Regions from separate parts of the Rattus norvegicus genome. Here region 1 is linked to region 2. Evidence: chromatin contacts called from public Hi-C data. All regions are on one chromosome and are shown on one strand. Each heading gives the region's core, a stretch centred on a gene start, on an enhancer-like site or on the middle of the called end of the contact. The rest is flanking DNA. Distances are from core to core; before and after follow the strand shown. Region 1 has its middle 78 kb from the start of Atp6ap1l. Region 2 has its middle 410 kb from the start of Atp6ap1l.

Region 1 (7,608 bases), core at 1,192-3,691, 330 kb before region 2:
GTGTGTGTGTGTGTGTGTGTGTGTGTGTGTGACATGTACACGTGTGTGTGAGAACTGATGTTAATACACCCTATTAACCTAGGACTTCAAATCTGTTGGACAAGCAATTGAACTACATTCCCAGCGCCTTTCTAAACATTTGATTTTGAGCCAGGGTTTTAGTATGTTGAACAGGCTGGCTCTGTAGTCCAGGTAGGCCTTGCATTTGCAGTCCCTCTGCCTCAGCCTCCGGAGTAGCACCACAAAGCACCACTTGGCATAAGTATTCATTTCATCCTAGTATAAATTACTTCCTGGGGTTAGTGGGAGACGAGGAGGAGACAGCACAGGGGACATGAAGCCAAGCGCATCTGCCTTGCAGCAGTTTGGAGATCTCACCTCTATGTTTCTCATCTTGTGCTTACCAAGTGCTATGGGCATTGGAACCAGCTTTGAGGTCAAGAAAAGAAATCCAAGAAACAAAACAAAACAAAACAAAACAAAACAAAACAAAACAAAACAAAACAAAACCCCACCTGTCCTCAGTGCCCTTAAACCCTCCCTTTCCAGACAATGACTTTGCTGGACTGGCACTGGCACCTCTGGAGTACTTAATGTGAATGTATTTTGGGCATGGCTGGCATTTTTGATAGTGTTAACATTGTTAAGTGTGCATTTCAATAATCTATTGTTTTGACTACTCTTAGTTTCTTGTGGCCAATCACTGAAGTCAAGGAAACAATGGAATCCTGTCTTAATCTCCAAGTGATTAGCTGTGAGAAACTTTTGCTTTGATTACATTTCCGTTTCATCGAACGAATTCTGAGTTATTTCCTGACGTACGTTTATTTCCCTTGCCCTTATCCATGCTTCCAACATTCATTTTAATTCTACCACTATGTACTTTCCACAAAGGCTCCACAAATACAAAGATGCACAGGAAACAGAACCTGGATCTCATGTTAAAGTGGTTTAAAATGTCAGATGAGTAAGTAAGTGAGAATTGAAAACCTTTTTCTCAGTCTGTCTGAATGCAGCTGCCGATTATGGTTTTGTCAGGGAAATACTCCCTGACAGCTCACCTGCTTTCTTTCATACTTAAAAAACAAACAAACAAACAAACAAACAAACAAAACTCAGCTAATGATTTGAAAACCATGGGCATTGGGGTGCTAGGGCAGGACACATGAAAAGCAATATGGCCACGGCCTCTGTGTTTTAACCAATTCTGCATCAGAGGACACACCTTTCTCAAGGGGGGCCAGTGACTACCAGAAGCTGCTATGTTTTCGCAGAAGACATGTCGGAAGTAATGGGATCAGTGATGCTTGCTAGCTGTGTCCACACTAGATATCAGTGGCCTCTCAGGGAGTGTGGCTATCTCTCAGCACCCCATCCTGAAGACCGATAAGATAATTAGATGAGCTACTAAGATGTGCGGTGGGCATCTGTCGAAGCAGCAGCAGTGATCTTGGTCTTTCTCTTTACAGATGGTTGTGAGCCACCATGTGGTTGCTGGGAATTGAACTCATGACCTCTGGAAGAGCAGTCGGGTGCTCTTAACCGCTGAGCCATCTCTCCGATCTTGGTCTTTCAAGTGAACTGTGAATAGGCTCTTATCATCTTCCAGGCAACCTTATGGTTCTTATGTTGATGAGTGTGCAGAAGGGCCATGGATAGCTTCAGACCCAAATAGCATTTTTAGTCAGTGCTCTTGTTTTAAGTAAATTTCAAGTTTTTACTGTGTTTTGTTCAAAAGCACATCTGTATTTATAATGACTAATCCATTTGGCTTCTTTCTGTTTGGTGGGCATGCTCGTCTCCTGATGCCAGATCCTCTGTTTTCCTTGGAGAACTGTGCTTGTTTTTTCTTAAGTGGATTTGTAACTATTTTCTTTGCTCTGATATTCTTCCTGGTGGTGGTGGTGGGGCGGGGGGAGGTTTGAACTCCTAAACCACAAGTGAAGCAATAGGAAGTGATGTTCCCGAGACGGAGACATGAGCAGAGCAGGTGTGTTCTGAGGATAGTTATGTGTTTACGTAGGGGGAGAGTAAACTATTAGAAAACTGCTGGGAACGTAGGAAGACTTGTCACCAACTGAGACTTAAAAATGAGCCAAAAGGAGTGTTGGATCCAAAGTCTAACAACTTCCTTTTAAAAAAGAATTTTATAACTTTTGAGATTATAATAAAATCTTGTCATTTTCTACCTTTTCTTTCCTCATTTCAACCCCTCTTATGTGGTTTCCCCCCTTTCAAATGATGGTCTCATTTCCTTTAACTGTTGTTATGTGTGTAAAATGTATTTCTACATGCAAAAGTACAACCTACTCCGTGTGTGTGTGTGTGTGTGTGTGTGTGTGTGTGTGTGTGTGTGTGTGTTCAGGACAGACCATTTGGTATTAGGTAGTGGTTATGTTCTGCCCCAGGGAAGACTTTTTCTCCTCTTTTCAGTCTTCCTCATTGTCCAAAGATCTTTGTCTAGGATTGAAGTCTCTTGACCTCTAATCTTCTCCTATTAGCATATCTATTGGTGTTGTCCTTTCTCAGGGTCTGTTTAGGTAGCAATGTTGTGAGACATCCTGGGTGTAGCTTCTCTGACATTTAGAGAAGACAAAATCTCACAGCAAACTCTCTGACTTGTTAACATTTTTCCTTTCTTTCCTCTACAGTGATCCCCGAGCTTTAGGGACAGGAATTGTGTTGTTCATGTATCCACTGTGACTGACAATTCTGCACCTTGGTCAGCTATGGTTTTCTGTAATAATCCCCATCTATCCATCTACTGCAAAGAGAGATTTCTTTGATGAAGGGTGAGAACTTCATTTATCTGCTGAATGTTTAGGATGTAGTTAGGAATTATGTTGGTTTAAGAAAGTGGTGGCTGTTGGTTCTCCTACAAGATCTATGACTTTACTAACTCCGAGTCATTGGCTAGGTTTCAGAACCAGGAATGATTTTCCTCTTGCTGACTAGACTTTACATCCGATTACAGAGCTCTTGATAACCACCAAGGTATGTGCGATCCTACTCCACCCTTGGCTGCATGCTGCTGTGGTTTGTAGGTCATAAACCGTTGCTTCCTTCCTTTGGAAGCTGCCACGGTACATCTGGAACCATGAACACTAGTTGTCAAGGGAGGAGGCTTTCAGGTCAGATCCAGCTCAGATCCTCTGGAACCTGGTATTTTCAGCAGTAGGGACTTACTTCACACCTCTGAGGGTCAGGAGGACAACCAAGGATGGCAGCAATAGCCTACATAATGTTTGAGAGCCTCTTTGACGGCCTTGACCAACTGAGAAGAGGGTTTCTTATCCTGGTGTTGGATATTTTCCTACAATGTTCAGTCCTCAGCTGAGTTAGTTAGCAGTCACCAAATCCACGGAGTATAGCAGGCACTGTAAGACCAGGTTGTGGAGAAGCAGGACCCCCCGAGACTGACAGCTGCCAAGTTAACTAGTTCTGGCTCTCATGAGAGCCCTCATGTCAGGTCGTTATATCATTGTCCCATCTCACTTTTATTACCAGCATGATTTAGAATCTGTCTCTGTGGCTTTTCTTTGTTTGCTGCATTCCAGGGGACCCTGGTACTTGGAAATCGCCATACAGATCGAACAATAAATATAGTATCCTCTTGAAATATCTTTACCCTGTTTTAGGTTGCCCATGCGAAGGGGCTCTGGATATATGGGTGTTAAGAATCTAGCATCTTCAAAGGTACACATTTCTATTTGGGTAGAATCCACTTACTGTGTGTGAAGAAAATTGCTATGCCTGGAAGAGAGTGGTTTACATCGTTTGGAAGCTCAGTTAAGAGCTGAGATGCTGTTTCAAGCTAGACTTCTTAGTCTTGTAAGGAGTGACTCAAGAGACACATTGGTCTTGTGGGAGATCTTGGGAATCTCTTCAGTTTGAAATTACTCTTTCTGGCATCTCCTACACTTCCAAAATACCCTGAGCCGCGGATGATGTTGTGACTTCAGACCAGCACTCAGAGAATCTTCTTCTCAGGGTCTTTACTTAGTTCATGACTGGCCTGACCATAGACAGCTGCTGCGTTGTGCCTTTTACTGAAGAAAGGCCTCAAGACTTACATTCAAAGCTACCTCCAAAACAATGCACGCATGTTCTTTTCAAAATTACGCCTGGGTCAAAAGCATTCATTTGCTAAATGTAAACATAAAGATTACCATAACTTGTGAAGCAGCATTCTGGAATATATTCAATTTTTAATATATTAGAGGTTTTCAAATACGTAATTGGTTCAGAGCTTGCTTAGCCTCTGAGAGGCCCTGAATTTACCACTAAATAACAGCCAGCTTTTGAGGTCCCTTAGGCTTTTGTTTGCTGCCAAATGACCCAGCTGGTTTCTGTGCTCCTAGATCCAGAGAACAGATTAGCTTTACTTTAATTCCTCATCTTCCTTACACGGATACTTCAAAGATGAGGCTCGTAGCATCGTCTTTCAGACTTTTCATGTTCATAGGACACCAGAAACTTTTTAATATTTTACCAGTTGAAGGGAAACCCTAGTTAGAGACATTTCTTTGTAAATGGAGGGAAAACAAAGGCTGAGTCCCCAAACTGCTCCAGGGATAATTCAAAGCAAGGCTGAAGGAACAAAACAGCACTGTGTGTGTGCTTGCATGTGTGTGATCTTGTGTGTGTGTGTGTGTGTGTGTGTATGTATGTGTGTGTTTGTGTGTGTGTGTGTGTGTGCACACGCGTGTGTTCTCGCATGCGTGCTCGTGCACGGTCATTCCTGGGCACATGCCATTTTAGTCTGTTTGTCTCTCTGCCTTTGTGAACTCATCTGGTCAATCCTATACAGACTTATGCAGCAGAAACTTACATATACGCAGAACTGGCTCAGGTGTTGGCCTCTACTTGTAAAAGAATCCTTGGCTTTGCCTTTTCATGGGCTGGAAGTACTACTAGTTATCTCTAAGAAATATCTGTGGCCCATTTCCATTTCAATTTGGAAGCTTGGGTCTCTAGAAGCTTCCAAGAGAAATGTCTAATTGTGCCAGCAGGGGAAGTCATGATGCAATCTCCACATACTCGGTGCTCTTTGGTTGCTATTTTCTTTAGAAAGTAATGTTTGTGCATTGCAAGACATCTGGTTTTTTAGTTTATTATACATTTCATTTAATTATTTCTAACTACAAATCTATACAAGTTCTTGGTGGAATTTTGGAAAGTATAGAAATACAGACTACCTACAGTCTAAGATATACATAACCTTGCTGTTAAAGATGACAATTCTACAAAGAATGCTCTTCACTCTTACTAATTATTCATTTCTATGCATGAAAATTATGTCACTAAGCGTAACAGCATAACATCAGACTCTTCTGCTTGGCCATCTGCCCCTGATTGCAGGGACTCTAAAATACGGTGGGGGACCTATTTAGATGCCACCTTAATCTAAAAGCTTTTTAGTACATGTTTTGATCATTCTATTTTCTATTTTTATACTAAAGAGTGACAGGTAACATTTATTGCTGACTTTGAATTTGTCATTGTGCTAAATTCTTCACATGGTTCACTTACTTTAATATTTAACCTGTTTGTTTTTTGTTACAAAAGCAGTAGGTATTGTAAACAATGGCATATTACAGTCCCGTTTTCCAGGTGGAAAAGTTAAGGAATTTAGTTACTTGGTCAGGGTCTCACAATAGCAAGTGGTAGGGTGAGCCAGTCCTGGGATCAAAAACCCTCCTCATTCAACTTTATAATGTTAAAATTTCTTGATTTCTCGCAGAGGCGAGGGCATATTAAGGTCAGGCAGGACATATATGAGCACATGAAAGGACATTAAACCATACTCCTTGATTTCAGCAGAAGTATGTCCCCTGCATCAGGCGGTGACAAGCCTCATGGGGGTTTTGCTCTGGTGACAGGCTGTAAATGCGTGTGTGTGTGTGTGTGTGTGTGTGTGTGTGTGTGTGTGTGTGTGTGTGAGGCAGGCCTGTGAGATCACATCCGAAAGCTGGCTGGACTCAATTCAGCCCTTTGGAGTGTTGATTTAGACAAGGGGCAGAAGAGACAACCCCCTCTTCTTTGGCTTAGAGTACTATGGATCTGCAACTTCAAAAGCTGTTTGCAATTTTATATTCAAGTCTCCCTGCCAAGGTGCTTGTCTTATCTTAAGTCAGTTGGCCAGGACTGCTTTGAGTAAGACGCTGTTTCCTTCGGCTTGCAGGGAAGTTACAGGGGTGAGGAGGGGTGGGCTGTGCAGAGGTGAGTGAGGCTGAGAGTATGACATCCGTGTGAGAGAGGAAGGCATCTGAGAGAGATCCTTCTGGGTAGTGTGGGGAGGAGGGAGGAGGCACTCTGTACTGAGTTACCCCTGCATCCCCCAACTGAGCTCCCCAGTGCCTGAGGCAGAGGAACTCAGGTCAGATCTCAGGGGTCTGGCTTTCCAGTTCTGAGACTTTGTTGGCCATGAACAAAGTGCTCACCCTCCATGGCCAGCCTCTCCTCTTTTCTGTTTGCTCTAGGCTCAGTCTATACTTACTTCCTCAATATGCAGATTTTCATTCAGAATTTTCAGCCCTCTTGATGGCTGAACCCTGTCCTGGGAGACATATGAGGACAGGTTTTCCTTTTTTGCTGATATCAGCTTTCTGACCTTGAGAGAGACCACTTCTGTGACCTCCAGTTGCCTCATTTATGAGTGAGGATCCAAGTACTTGACTTGAACACCTCACAACGCTTCTGAGAGGCTCAAAAGTCAGGTATCAGCAAAGATTTTGTAAAATGATGTCTCCAGATGCTCAGCTAAACACACAACTGAGCTCAAACTGTTAGTGTCTGTTTTCTGTCACTCAGGGATGGCAGGGAGTTTTTGATTTGTGAGCCAGTTCTCACTGACTGCTAGGGGCTGCTTGGACCTCTACAAGAAGGGTTCTGAACTTGAACTAGGTTCATTGGCAGTGTTGGTACTGGTTAATAATGCCTGCTGTGAACAAAGGAGTGGGAGAAATAGTTCTTATGCTATATATTTAATCTCTCTGCTTAAGAGTGATTGTTTCTAAATCTGGCTGACCACTTAGATTCACTCACATAACTTGCTACAGACACCCTCATATAACCCATTGTAACTCAGTTTGTGATGATGAGAGCTGGGTAAAGTCCAGAGATCTTTCCAGCTTTAAGGAAAAACATCCTTCCTGGTTATTTTGTAAATGTAAGTTTAGATCCCATTGCCCTTATTTAAAGCTGGGCAAAGATTGATTCTCATGGAGCTGTGGGGTTTGAAACAGAATGCACAAGAGGTAAGCAATTTGTTTTGTAGATATGATCATAAACCTGAGAAGTGAGGCCCGTGGCTTTCTGAAGGCAGCCTAACTCCTTCCTCTTTAAACAGATTGGTTATTTTGCCCATTTGCTAGATGTCTCACCTGCGTCTGCAGGCAGATCCCTTTTCCTCTTGGCTTAGCCAGCTACCACTAACTCCAACCAATAAACATGGGCACTTTCTGAGGCTCATTTCTCTCTCTCTCTCTCTCTCTCTCTCTCTCTCTCTCTCTCTCTCTCTCTCTCTCTCTCTCTGTTTTTAATCAATATTAGATCGCCATCATCGATTTGATGAATAATAACAAATGAAAAGGTAGATCAGATCTG
Region 2 (7,450 bases), core at 2,923-5,422:
TCTTTTGCCAGGGTAGAAGAAAGATTATAGATCTTTTTGCTTGTTTGGAACAACTTTTTCTCTGTCCATGCATGTCACCAGCTCTTCTTGCTATGTTGGTGTGAAAGTGGTTGAAATGAATCATATTCCAGAAACGTAATGGTCATGGACTAAGGAATTCAAGAGAAGATACCATGGAAAGTGAACTGTTCTATGCAATATCATGAAATTCCAAACAGAAGACTGAAAATAACCATCAGCCCTTGGCCTTCCAGTTTCTGCCTTCTCAACACTGCCCACCTGCATGCATCACCACAACCTATTAGACCAGAATTCACATTTCTCCACAGTCCTCTCACAGGACTTGCATGGTTTTAACAAAGGGGCACTACTATTTAAAAGTCATTGGAATCCATCATTTTCAGGAAACACCATGGGTAATTCAGTATTTTAAACAATCATGTGACAAGTTGTGTTAGGAGTCAAGGGGCAAGAAAAGCTAAGCTGCTTTAAAACAGAGCCTCAGAGAGCTGCGGCACTGTGTTAGCAGAACTATTGTCCTTTCTCTTGATAGGAAATGAATTTATTAGAAACAGTGTTTGGGACAGCAAAAAGAGGTGGTCCTGAAACTATAAAACAAATAACACCACCATCCTTCCCCACTCATTTGCACAAAAGTGGGTAATAAGCAAATGTATTTTCCTTGCATATGTGCTGTGCTTTCTTCCCCTTAAATATGTCTACCAAGTTCATCTGTCTGTTTGGGAGTTATTCTGTTCCTGTAAACCTTCACTTCCTCCCTTCATTGCTTTCTAGTAGAATACGGATCTCTCTCCTCATTTCATACTTTGAGGCATAGCTGCCAGCTACCTTTGTGACTCCATCTCTTAGGCGGGGCATTGCCGCACATCTGCAGCCCTGAACTTCTGGCTGTTCTTCAGCCTTTCTGCCTTTTCTCGTTCCACATTTGGTTTTAATATCCCTGCCCCACTTCTGTCTCTTCTATTTTTCTCCATTAAAATCATACCCGAGCTTGAAGGACTCAACGGTCTCCATTCCCGCCCCCCGCCCCCGCTGTAAGTCAGACATCTCCTTTTCATCTCTACGCACAGGGAGCTGCACTTCGTTTGTAGTTTATTTTCTCCTTTCCTTTCTTTTCCTCCTTTCTTTTCTTCTTTTTACAAGTTAAGTAACGTGAAGACTTAGGGGCTTGGGCAGAGCTCGAATTCAAAGGAGTCACGCAATCGTTCATCCCAGCAGAAATGGTTTTCCGGTTGCCAGTTCTGACATCTACCTGATCAGTTTTGTTTTAAAGGAGTCACATACATGGAATTGATGACAAAATTATATTCATAATAGAAGCTGATAATGGGAATAGGCTCGTGGGTTCCATGCTCAAAGTCCTTGTGCTCCGTTGAGTAAAATAGAAGAAAAGGTCCAGTCTTGACCTGGAAGTCTAGCATTAAGTGTCCGGCATCCATGGACACTTTAAGAACAGAGTTCGAGAAAGCAGAGTTCTTTTCATTGCCCCCGCTGTCTTGAAAGAGCAGACCCTGCCAAAACGACAGCAGCCATGCAGAGCCTCGCATCTGCAATCTCTAACAAGTTTCAGATTTCCAAAAATGACTTGAAAAACTACATGTCAGCAAACTAGAGGGGCAAAAGTGAACTGCTGATAAGGAATCGGTGAATCTCGAGCACTCTTGAAATCTGTGACAAAAATACACAAGGCACCAATCACCAGGTCTGCAATGTGTCATTTTCCTCTTCTTGACAGTGATTGCATTGGTGATGTCTTTCAGAGACTTGAGCAAAGAACACAAGCTGGAAAATCAATACAGCAAACGTGCCAAGGGTGTGGATTAGAATGGGAACCAGAGTGAGCGAGAACGTGGTGTTTGGGTAACATTGTCCCTGCATTGGCAAACTTTAATCTGCTACATTTTGTATCTAAAATATACAGAAACACACAGATGTAGCGAGAACGGCACAGATACAAATAGGACAGGCAGTGTGGGGATGAAAATCAGACACCTCTGACTAAACTTGGTCTATGCCATGCTTATCACAAATGACACAGTGAAGGCTCCAGAATGCAGGACAACTGCCATCGGGTATCTTATCTCCTAAAAGTCTGTCAGTGGCTTTGTGTTGTCTCTCCTTCTCAATTCTTTTCCGTTCATCTGATTGTGACTGTTAAATCCTCAAGGCTGTATATTTTCTTTGGTTGCATTACTGCCATAGAGGAAGAAATGGACAATTATATTCATATGCCTATTGTGACGGAACTCAGTCTTGTATATTAAGGAAATGATGCCCAAGGTGAATGGCAGTGTTCTCCAGAGGCTGTATGTTACTTCAGTCCATACATGCAGCCTTAGTAGACTAATGCTTTGACAATAGAAAGAGGATATATTTTGTAGACTCAATATATACACATACAGTGTCTTTAATTTACATCTATAGGTGATTTTAAAGATTATTGTTTCATTTGCTTTTATTATAAAGGTTAGCATCTAGACTTCCTTTAAATTATGAGAAATGGAAGACTTTAAATTAGAAATGGAAGACTCGGGGTTGGGGATTTGGCTCAGTGGTAGAGCGCTTGCCTAGCAACCGCAAGGCCCTGGGTTCGGTCCCCAGCTCCGAAAAAAAAAAAAAAGAAAAAAAAAGAAATGGAAGACTCTCATTCTTAGACAAATGGCTCCAGAACATGCACTAGTGGGTTACGAAACACAGTCAGGCACTGGTTAAATTGCCATCAACCAGGAATTCTGAGCATCCCGACTGAACATATGCATGGAATCCTGAAAAAAGCTTTAGAAATTTAGTACTACAGTTCTATGTTTAAATAACTTCAGAGTTGATCTACAATGAAGGCACTTCTAGGTTTAAGCAAAATAGCAATTAGTTTCTCAATTTTTAAAGGAGGCCTATTTTGTGTAGCTGAATATAATTTTTTTTAAAAATACTCTTCTCCAAGGCAGTTTAATTTTGAGCAGAATTTGAGTGAAGAAGTAAAAGCAAATCTCAAAGATGCTTCTTCAGTGGTAACATGGATCCTGGAGTACATACAGCCTCAGAGCCATTTGGCAGTACCTCACATTCAGAAGGGCCAGCCAAGGAGGCACATAGACAGGCTGTTTCAGAGAGATCAGCCTAAACAAGTATCAGTTCTCAGACCTAATTTCCCATGTCAGAAGCCCTCTGTAAATCCCCGAGTTCCTGTAGTAAGAAGTCTGTCCCTTATTAGTTTCTTTGCATGTTATCATGAAATGTGAGGGAATGGCAAAAACCACGGTCAAGGATACCCATGGTGACACTGGCTTAAGCAGGCATAGGGCGCGGCTGGAGTATGTTTCTGCTCAAAACTGGGTTAGAAATGTGACCTAATGCTTGAAGTCTGTCACTCCCAAGGAGGAGGAAGCTGTGCAGAGTGCTGGTGATGATGGCAGGTTGCCACTCCAACTGAATTGCACAATCAGCTTCTAGGACATGCATTCTCTCTCTCTCTCTCTCTCTCTCTCTCTCTCTCTCTCTCTCTCTCTCTCCCCCTCTCTCTCTCTTTTCTCTCTCCTCTCAGAAGTCAGTAAGCCACACTAGAGGGCAGGCTAACCTAGACCTTTATTTTCCCCTGAGAACAAGAATGTACTCTCTGTGTTTGATATAATGTATTATAGAAATAGAAGCCTACAGTTCAAAAAGACTGTGGCACTCTACTTTTGGCGACAGAGTTTGTGCTTTTTGCTCTATGTCTATTTTATTCTGTCCTTGGAACATGTAAAGACAGCATCATTTTAAGTAAAGCTTAAAGAAAACTAGATCAACGAAAGGCAATGAAAATAGTGAATAACATGTGTTATTAATATGAATTAATTAATGTTATATTATGAGAAATTAATATTATCAGAACAAAGTAATATTATTAGAAAACTGGCATTTCTTGACCAGTAACATCTTCTGCATATGAACAGGGGATACAGAAGACATTGTCACTCTGGTGCAAGTCAGATGCACAATGCTGGTTTGTATCTAATATCCTGCTTCTATTTCTTTTGTCTTCTGTGTGGCACTTTAGGAATCGAGACTGTAAACTGTGTAAAGTGGGCTGTCTCAGGAACAAGGTTAGCATTCTTTCTGCTAGGCTCACCCCATGCTGCCTCAGACTCCTCAGGCCTCACAAGGATTTTAGGATGTAGTGGAGAGTTACATGAAAATTCCACACTGAACACTGGGTGTATGTATTGTTAGAATGTCGCTTGCTAGCCACAACTGGCTGTTTATTATTATTGAAAATACCCACGTGGAAGATTAGCCTATTCTGCATATACTATGTGCTGGTCCAGCTTCTCAACACACATGGTGACAACAGGATATGCACAGCAGTCGATTTCTCAAAGAGGATTGTGACACGCAATTCTTCAGTCTGAGAAGTGTCCAGATCTGTAGCCACAGCCAAATATAGTAGCACAGTTCAGTAATCCCAGCATCTGGGAAGACAAGGCAGGAGGATTATCAAAACTTTGAAAATGGCATGGGCTACACGGGAAGCCATTTTCTTACACATAAAGAGACAGAAACAAAATCAAAACAAGAAACAAACCTGTAGTCTGCCGGCTGGAGACAGTGGCGCGGTTTCGTATCTGAGTGTAAAGACCTAAAAGCCATGAGAGCTGAGGATGTAATGTTATGTCTGAGTCAGAGGCTGAGAGAAGCAGCTGACGCTGCAGCATATAGCAGGATGGGTGCTCTGGAGTTCTTGCTCGCCCAGTCAGGCCTTCAGCAGACCAGATGAATCTTCTCTGACTCTTGCTTTATTGCTTTTCTGGGTCTACAGATCCAAATGTTAATTTCATCCAGAACCAATCTCCCAGACACAACTAGAATAATGTTTTCCCCAAATCTGGGCACCTCAAGGCCCAGTGCCACAGAAGTCTAATTATCACAGCTACTCTCTTGCTTTGTGTTTACTTTTATGCTTTAGAGAATGCAAAAAAAAAAAAAGAAAAACAAAAATCCTGCTCTGCAAGCATCATTTCAATTGGTCCCCACTTGTAACCTGTGACCTAGGATGTGTATGTTCAGATCATCACAATAGCTTACTGTGGTCAGAAGAAAAATTTTGAACCAAGAGCAATCTTCATGCGCCTTACAAAAATGAAGCATAGATAGGTTTCGTAATTTGAACAATATGAAATTTATGTTACTTTTTTCTAACTCTTAGTCATAGGCTTAAAAGAAAATCCATTGCACATTTTTTTCAAAGTCTAAACAATGATAGCCACAGCAACAAGTCCCCAGAGAAGAGTAGACTGGCCAACACAGTAAATTCTCTTTGACTAATCCACTCATGTTAGAGCGGTGCACAGTGTGTCTCTGGTGGGCTTGGTGCATGAGGGTGAATGTAACACGAGCTCAGTGATGGTAGAGGCAAGCACGAACAAGACATGAGTAAGCATGTCGTCACAATTAATACCAACGGAGCCACAAGAACACCCCATGCTGAGAGTGTCCCCTCCTCATGACTCACTTGTCAGAGATTTCCTGTGTTTGCTACTTTTCTCACATAGCATTTCCACTCCCCAGAGAAGACACTCTAGCCCTTTGGGTTGATCGGATACATTTGTTCCGAGAGCAGGACATCTGGGCCCTTTAAATATTGAGTGTCCTAGTGATGATGGAAGTGGTTAAAAATGAACCAAGAGAGCAGGAAAGGGGAAGGCTGTACCAGACAGAGATGGTTTTGTTCTTTTGTTCTTATGTTTATAAGCCAAAAACATTAAATATCTAAAATTTTAACTTTCTTTTATCCTTCAAGAATTCAGTGGGGTAAGACAAGGCCTAAAGTTGGCATATGCTAAAAATATCATGTACAAGCAAAATTATCCTATAAAATATTTTAAAAATTCCTTTTATTTTGTATACATAAGTGTATATGACTGTATGTATGTCTGTGTACCATATGCCTATCTGGTTCCCATGGAATTCAGAAGAGGGCATAATGTCACCTAGAACTGAAGTTGTGGGTGGTTTTGAGCTGTTGTGTGGGTGCTGGGAACCAAACCCAAGTCCTCTGTAGAGCAGCTGGGTCCTCTGGTAGAAGCCAGTTCTTTTAACTTCTCTCTACTTACTCTTTAAGTTCTTAAACCACTTGAATTGTTGTTTAAATCCTTCCTAGCAATTTACTTGTGCATATATGATAAAAATATCCATATGAAATTTAGAAACAAGACATTTTGAAAGCCAAGGTGGGTCTTGGTACTGTCTGATGTGAGGATGTGCTAACCATGGTTACCTGAGTATTTCCTTGTCATCTTCACTCACCCCGCAGCTTGTGTTTGTTAAGTAAAATAACCTCTGGAATTGCAAGGCAAGTTTCTTCCACTAGTTTTTGCTTTTACATAACTTCAGACAATAAAAAAGCTGCAATGATAGCATAAAATTCCCCAATGGTAGACTTTAATATTTTCCTTATTCTTCCTTGATTTCTCATTCCTGCGGTTTTGAGTATATTTATAAACAATGTGTGTCCTTGTTTGTGTGTGTATCATATTATGTCTGAGAGTGATCCAATCACTGATTCCCTAAATGATGACCTGATTCAAAAAAAAATCCTAGCAACGGTGAAGAATAAAAGATCTTTCGGTACTTGGCTGGTAAGGATGCTATTTGGGTTTACTTATGAAAATCTTCACGAAACCGAAATAAAATCTGTCTTTTTCTAATTTACATTACTAATGTGCTATTACACTCTCTTGGCTTTTTTTTAAACATACAGATGTGAATGGCATGTATGATCTCATGAATAATTCAAAGACCCACTGTGAGTCTTGCCCCTGGATTTTATTGTTCCCCAGCCAAGGAAGATGACTTTTCAGTTTTGCTGGAGCTAAAGATCCTCACAGGCAATATTATTGTTATTAATGTTGCTGCAGGTGATTATTGCAGTTACAAATGATTTTTTTTTTACCAACAATTGCTCGGATCCCGCACTGTATAGTCTTCAAACATCAAGACACATCTCACACATTTCAAAATGTAAGTTACTATATCGTAATGTATGTTTGTCTGTGCGCTTGCTTAGTAGGTTGCTGCCTTGTGCAGAGTTAAATGCTTTTAATGTTATGGAGTTTTGCACTGGCTCAATATGTAGATTGCACTCTCTTTAGCAATATGTTCCAGGTCACAGAAAACAATGAGACCTGTGAGAACATAGTAGAGAACCCCTAAGGAAGGTAGATCAGTCAAGTCGAAGTGACATCTCCCGAACACCACTGCCAGCTGCCCTCATAAGTGTTTGTGGTATGATTTGAGCATGGTTTCCAAATTGTAGTAAATTTGACTAAGCCCTAGGTTTGCTGTTGTTTGCAACGCAGACTGATTTACTTAGGTTAGCACATCTTATCCCTCAGAAAGCTTTCGTCTTTCCTAACGTGTGCCAGCGGTGATCAGTGAGCTGGTTTCACAGGAA

What was found. A called contact is a pair of places that touch in the nucleus more often than the background predicts.
Region 1: a contact with region 2 is called in a Hi-C map of the A7r5 cell line, with 5 times the contacts expected there. The contact joins two enhancer-like sites. A contact is called at or near these places in 3 of 12 Hi-C or Micro-C datasets (the A7r5 cell line, the Rat2 cell line and Schwann cells).

The regions. Positions count from the first base shown.
Region 1 is chr2:23,718,649-23,726,256 of GRCr8, reverse strand. No RefSeq gene overlaps it. Among named protein-coding and RNA genes, the nearest start is that of Atp6ap1l, 78 kb to the left of the region's middle. Within about 2 kb of position 2,441, at least 5 of the 93 cell types and tissues checked have an H3K27ac peak or open chromatin away from gene starts, as enhancers often do.
Region 2 is chr2:23,386,708-23,394,157 of GRCr8, reverse strand. No RefSeq gene overlaps it. Among named protein-coding and RNA genes, the nearest start is that of Atp6ap1l, 410 kb to the left of the region's middle. Within about 2 kb of position 4,172, at least 15 of the 93 cell types and tissues checked have an H3K27ac peak or open chromatin away from gene starts, as enhancers often do.